Linked DNA regions of Mus musculus: region 2 is linked to region 1. A link is a contact called in public HiChIP or PLAC-seq data. All regions are on one chromosome and are shown on one strand. The core of a region is the stretch at or near the end of the contact, and the rest is flanking DNA. Distances in the headings are between cores, read along the strand shown. Region 1 has its middle 30 kb from the start of Gm41352. Region 2 has its middle 23 kb from the start of Txn2.

What was found. HiChIP or PLAC-seq counts read pairs in DNA pulled down with a chosen protein or histone mark.
Region 2: an HNF4G HiChIP or PLAC-seq map of pancreatic cancer cells shows a contact between it and region 1. The contact joins two enhancer-like sites. A contact is called at or near these places in 1 of 484 Hi-C or Micro-C datasets (embryonic stem cells) and 2 of 115 datasets of contacts at active chromatin or transcription factors (pancreatic cancer cells and stem cell-derived neural progenitor cells).

The regions. Positions count from the first base shown.
Region 1 is chr15:77,342,310-77,345,096 of GRCm38.p6, reverse strand. No RefSeq gene overlaps it. Among named protein-coding and RNA genes, the nearest start is that of Gm41352, 30 kb to the right of the region's middle. Within about 2 kb of position 1,401, at least 122 of the 459 cell types and tissues checked have an H3K27ac peak or open chromatin away from gene starts, as enhancers often do. A contact at or near this core is called in embryonic stem cells and pancreatic cancer cells, where this site is marked.
Region 2 is chr15:77,904,129-77,906,915 of GRCm38.p6, reverse strand. No RefSeq gene overlaps it. Among named protein-coding and RNA genes, the nearest start is that of Txn2, 23 kb to the left of the region's middle. Within about 2 kb of position 1,400, at least 201 of the 459 cell types and tissues checked have an H3K27ac peak or open chromatin away from gene starts, as enhancers often do. A contact at or near this core is called in embryonic stem cells and pancreatic cancer cells, where this site is marked.

The sequences.
Region 1 (2,787 bases), core at 152-2,651:
ATAAACAGGCAGCCAGAATTCAAGGCAAGCCACGGATGCTGTGCCTGCATCTGGGACGTGACATTCCCTGGGGCCGCTGGGATTTGAGCTGTTTTCAAAGGCAGCAAAATCTATAAGGTCAGAGCCCTGCAAACCTGAGAGGAACTCCCTGAGCCAGAGAGAGGATCAGGGTCCCAGAGCTCCAGTCAACTGTGCCTGCGACCTCAGTGAGGTCGCTTGGCCTCTCTGACCCTTGATGTCTTCATTGGAAAAATAGGGAAGATAATGTATTCCATGTGCCCTAGAGCCACACTGTCCTTAGTCTAACAGACAACTCACAAGCTGCCTGGGATCCTCCAGGCAGGATAGTAGAAGTACATGACCCAGCTTTGTGCATACTCTCACACACATGGAGAAGGCCGATCTTTGGGAGGGGGAGCCTTAGTTTTCCTGCCCTCGGGGCAACACAAGCCTTTTGAAAGGCCCACCCAACCTAGGGCTCAGGATGTGAGCACACTCGTAAAGGCTGGGGTCACACCCTGATCTCTAACCTTTGTCCTCAAACTTGAGCCCAGGGAAGACAGTGGCTCTACTCCATTTTGGTGACACTAGAGAAGGCCTGGGAACAACTATAAAACTGGACCAAGGAGGCTGGATTAGCTCCGTCCTCCAGCCCCTTTAGCCCCTCTCCCTTTCCGCGGGTGTCTCTGCCTTCTGTCAGGCCGGCCTCTTTTGGATCTGTTTCAGGAATGCTGGTAACTGGAGATTCTCCACCTTGATCCTGCCTCCCAAACACACTGAAAAAGAAACATGCCCGCTGCCACAATAGCACAGCCTAGGAGGAAGTTGCCGGCCATGGATAGAGCTGGAAGGGGAGGACCCCGAGAAAAAGGGCAGGCTCTTCCAGACCCAGCCTATATTCTCTGAGCCTGTCCGGCTTTCCTGCCTTTCCAAACCTTCCCGATCTTTCCTTTGGCTCTCAGGTACAGAGAGGGAAGTGTGGAGGGGGTATCCTCTGCTCCCGTAACCCTTTCCTCCCTCCCTCTGGGCCCTAAGGCTCCAGAAGCCTTTCCTTTATGCTGGTAACAGTGACAATTACGGTGGCGACTAGCCAGTGAGCAGCTGCCCCTTCCCACCATGTCCCATCCCCTGCCACCCTGAGATATCTTGACAGGCTCCCCATATCACAGAAAGCGAGCCAAGACCTAAGAAAGTCAAGTGATTTATTTGTTCAGGCACAAAGCCAGGACAGCTCAGAGCCCTTGGTTTCCTGAGCCCCAGACCTTTTTGCTGTGTCTCCACGCGACCTAGGGAGAACATCTGGCCACATTAGGGGCAAGAAAAAGCTATGGGGCTATCCATCAAGGGAGGGGCAAGTGTCATCCGCTCAGGAAACCCTGATAGAAGGCACTTCCTACACGGTCTCCGGGCAAGGGAAGCTGGGCAGGTCCGCTTCCTACAGGGTCAGAGGGGGCTCCAGGCAAGGGAAGCAGGGCAGGTCCGCTGGCAGAGCGCCCCCTGCTGGATTCTCCCCTGTGGTTCCAGCCTCACCCACCGCTTTTCTTTTGTGGGATCCTTGCCGCATACCCAGAAGAGGAACGATGTCAGCAGTTTGCAGTCCACTGTTTCCCCCCACCGCCTCTCTATGGTTCCAGTGTCAGCTTAGCTCTTACCATGCGCTCTGCAAGCCTTCCCATCCCCACCTTGACAGGCTGAAGCCCAAGAGATGAGGAGAGGCAGAGAGTATCATGGCCGTGGAATACTGAGAGGAAACCCGTTACCCCTGCAGCGTGGAACAGCAAAGCATCTCCATCTCCAGGCTCTTCTCGTGCGCCTTCCTTCATTTCTTCTCCTGTCCCTTATCCGCTCCAAATGTGGCCCCAACAGGAAAGGCAGACAACTGCATGAACAAGATTGACTGACTGGATTTGCCCCCATCAGGACAGGAAGTCCCTAGACAGACATACAATGGGTCTCTGTAGAGGAGGCAGACAATGGAAGTATTAATAGGAACACGTTTTGTCGCTACCGTTGACCGGCATCGCTGAAGCGCTGACTGGCATTTGCTGTCCCACTCAGTACCATAAGCTCAAGTTATAAACGCCCGGAGTCAAGGAGCGAAAGGGATTGAATGCCTGCCCTGATCTTGGCTGTGTGACCTTAAGCAAGTAACTTAACCTTTCTGAGTCTCAGACTTCACATCTATAAAATGAGGAGGGGAAAAAGAAAAAGATTCCCTTCCAGCCTTCCTCAAAATATCGCTGCTAGGACAAAGTAATATGTAAAATAGATGCAGACATCCACTGTAAACTCTGTGAGCATGGACATCACACATGCACTCTGTAAGCTCTATGGCCATATACCTCACATTACTTTCTACTTCATCTTCCAAAGTGTCTCCGCTGCCCCCAGCTAATTCCCGTCCTGCGTCTCCAGTTCTGATCTCGGACTTTCTCCTCTGTGGTCTGAATTGCAGCACCAGGTGGGAGGAGGAGTGCAGAGGACTCAGGACAGGGTGTGGGGGGAGGGGAGACATGGACAGGACAGGGGAAGGGAGGTGGGGGCTTCTGAGGTCTTAGGCCTTGGTTTGCTGGCTCCGTTGCTTCTGCCTATGCAGAGCAGAGAACACCTCGGGAGGGTACAATGATGGACTTCCTGATGGTCAGTCAAGATGCTGAAAAACCCGAAAGAAAGTGGATGGGTGTAAGATACCCCTTGCTAGGGCACGTCCCCAGTGATTCCTTCCAACAACTAGACACAGCCTCTTAGTTACCGCCACTTTCCAATGACATCATCAGGGTTCCTGGG
Region 2 (2,787 bases), core at 151-2,650, 560 kb before region 1:
TTATCAGGCCCTGAGCCTCCTCCTCAGCAAAGGAAGTAGGGACTCTGTAGGGCTGGGCGTAGCCCTCCCTGCCTAAGCCTCTGTGGGCTGTAGGGACAAGCAGAGGCCAGCCTGACCCGGAGAATGTAGCAGGCCGGCAGCAGCTGGGGAAGGCTAGGATCTGTGCAGTGAGCTGACCTTCCCTACCCACTCAGCGGAGCCTGACCTCCCAGCTCCTCTCTAGAGGCTGCATTTCCCAGCACTCGGCCGCCCCAGATGACTGGTCACGACCTTCCGGGCAGGAGGCCCTCGGACACCAACTCCTACTTAACATCAGACAGAGCAGGCCCAGGCTCAGCCAGGGTTGAGGTGTGGGGTTGGGTCAGCTCAGTGACTGAGTCAAGAAGAACTTCTCAAAAAATTCCAACGGACCACCAGCTTGCCAAGCAGGGGCTAACCGGCCCCGGGGAAGACACATAGTATGTCTACAACGCAAATGCTTGATCAGAAAGGTGAGCTGGTGGGTAGAAAAGTCAGGAAGAGGATACTGAGGGATGAGTGAGCAAGGCTGCGTGCAAGAGAATAGCAGCCTGTGGGGAGGGCAGCAGTACACAGACTGGAAACAGGGAACATCACGTGCAACCAGAAGCGGCAAGTTTCAAGGGTCTGTAGCATGTTGGCACGTGCCTCCAGTCTAGCACTCTGGAAGTAGAGACATGTAGGTCTCTTAGGAGTTCCAGACAAGCCTGGTCTACACAGGACAGCCAGAGCTACATAGTGAGACCCTGTCTCAAAAGGAAAACAAAAAGAGCCAGAGCCAGGGAGAGTGATGGTCTACGCCTATAATCTCTGAGTTCGAAGCCAGCCTGGTCTGTAGAGCTCTAGGACAGCCAGAGCTAAAAAAAAAAAAAAAAAAAAAAAGACGCTTAGGCCTGTATCCTGAGCTAAGAGATGTGAAGGATGTGAAGGACTTAAGAGTTGAGGCAGCAGAGAGTCGAATCAAACAGAGATCTGGATTGTTACGAAGCAGGGGAAGGTTTGAATGGAGATGGCAATAAAGTGACCAGTAGGTAGTCTCGGGGTGAACTTCCCTTGTGATTGGCGCGCCGAAAAGGATTAAATTAACCACACACTTCGGATGGAGCAAGGTCCTGGGCTCAATCTAAGGTTAGAGACTTCTTTGCGCCCTTAGAGAAAGTCTGTCCCGGTATACGGCAGACTGGGTTAGGGACAGTTCTCTCTGACTGTGGAGATTAGCTCTCTCCTGCCCTAGCTACCTAGTGAGCTCCTCGGCTGCTGCGAAATGAAGGTTAAATCGAAAAGCCAGCCAGCACCTTACTTAGCCTAGCCTGAAGAAGACAGGCACCGGATTTCTGTGCAGATTGAGCCCCAGGGGTGGGCTCGGCATGGGGGCGGAACCAGCAGGGTGGGATGCCCTGCCCTTTAGCGCAGCGCCTGCCCAAATAAGGCGAGCGGCCCGACCGCGCTCCTTCCCAAGGCCCCGCCTCCACCACAACTTGCTGGGAAGTGCAGCAAAATCCTGTCTCACTAAGGACTGTAAGAGCCTGGGGAAGCACGCTGGGCATCTGCCAGCATGTCCCCGGTACAGGACCTGAAAACCAGAACTAGCAGTGGGCCAGAGTGGGCTTAGTAGATGCTGGGGGTTACCTGAGAGCCTGGGGCCGGTGCAAAGAGCATTCTGTATGGCTGACCTGCAGAACTTCTGCCAGTGGCGTTGAACTCGCCTCTTTATTTCGTATTTGTATGGATGGCTGTTTTAACAGTTGTGAGCCATCATCATATGGATGCTGGGAACTGAACTCGGGTCCTCTGCAAGAGCAGCCAGTGCTCTTAATCGCTGAGCCATCTCTCCAGACCCGGGCTCCATTATTTCTCATATCTCAACCGCTCCTAAATAAGGTCGAGGAGAAAGACTAATAAGGCTAGGTTAAGTACAGCTCTTATTAGTAATCTCTCCTTTTAAGAAAAGAAGTCTCAAACTGGAAACCTTGGGACAGGAGATGGAGATAGGTCCGTTTGTGATGTAGCGTTTCTTTTTTGTTGGTTTGAGAAAGGGGCTCAGTATCTGCAGCCCAGCCTTGGATATACTATGTAGGAGTTCTGAATCGCTGATTGTTTCCACCTCCTAAGTACTGGAGATACAGGTAGCTTGTCTCTGGTTCTCCGGCTCCTCCGCCTACCCCCCACCCCCGCGCGGGCCTCTTCTCCCCTCCCCCAACACACACAGGAGAGTAAAGAGGAGGAAGAGGAAGCCCAGAACACAGTGCACACCGGCAAGCTTGCTGATGACCTTCAGGCTTGCTATGTGCACCTCCTGTGTCTACAAGCCATCACACCTGCTGAGAGAGCAAACCATCGGGCACCTCGTCCCTCTCCATCCATGGCAAGGAGGGAAGAGCGCCTGGAACCTGGCTGTGCCTCCGTGGGGCACACCTGCTACATACAGATGCTGGCACATCAGCACACTCCCTCTCAGCTGCCTCTAGACCTCTGGGTATGACAGCCTTGCTTCTCACTGCCCACCTGGTCCCAGGGCACCCAGAATCTGAGGGATTCTGAAAGCTAGGAATCTGACTCCCCTGAGTCTTGTGCCATTGATGTACTCCCACGGCCCCAGGACCTGCAGGAGAAAAGCCATGCTCTTCCCAGGGCATGCCTGCCATCTTTGGCATGCCAGGCCCAGGCCCCTCTGCTGCACTGTTTTAAACTGTATGGATTTTTTTTTTATTGTGTGTGACAACTTTCCATCATATGGATCCTGAGGAGTCATATGAAGGCTTCAAAGTC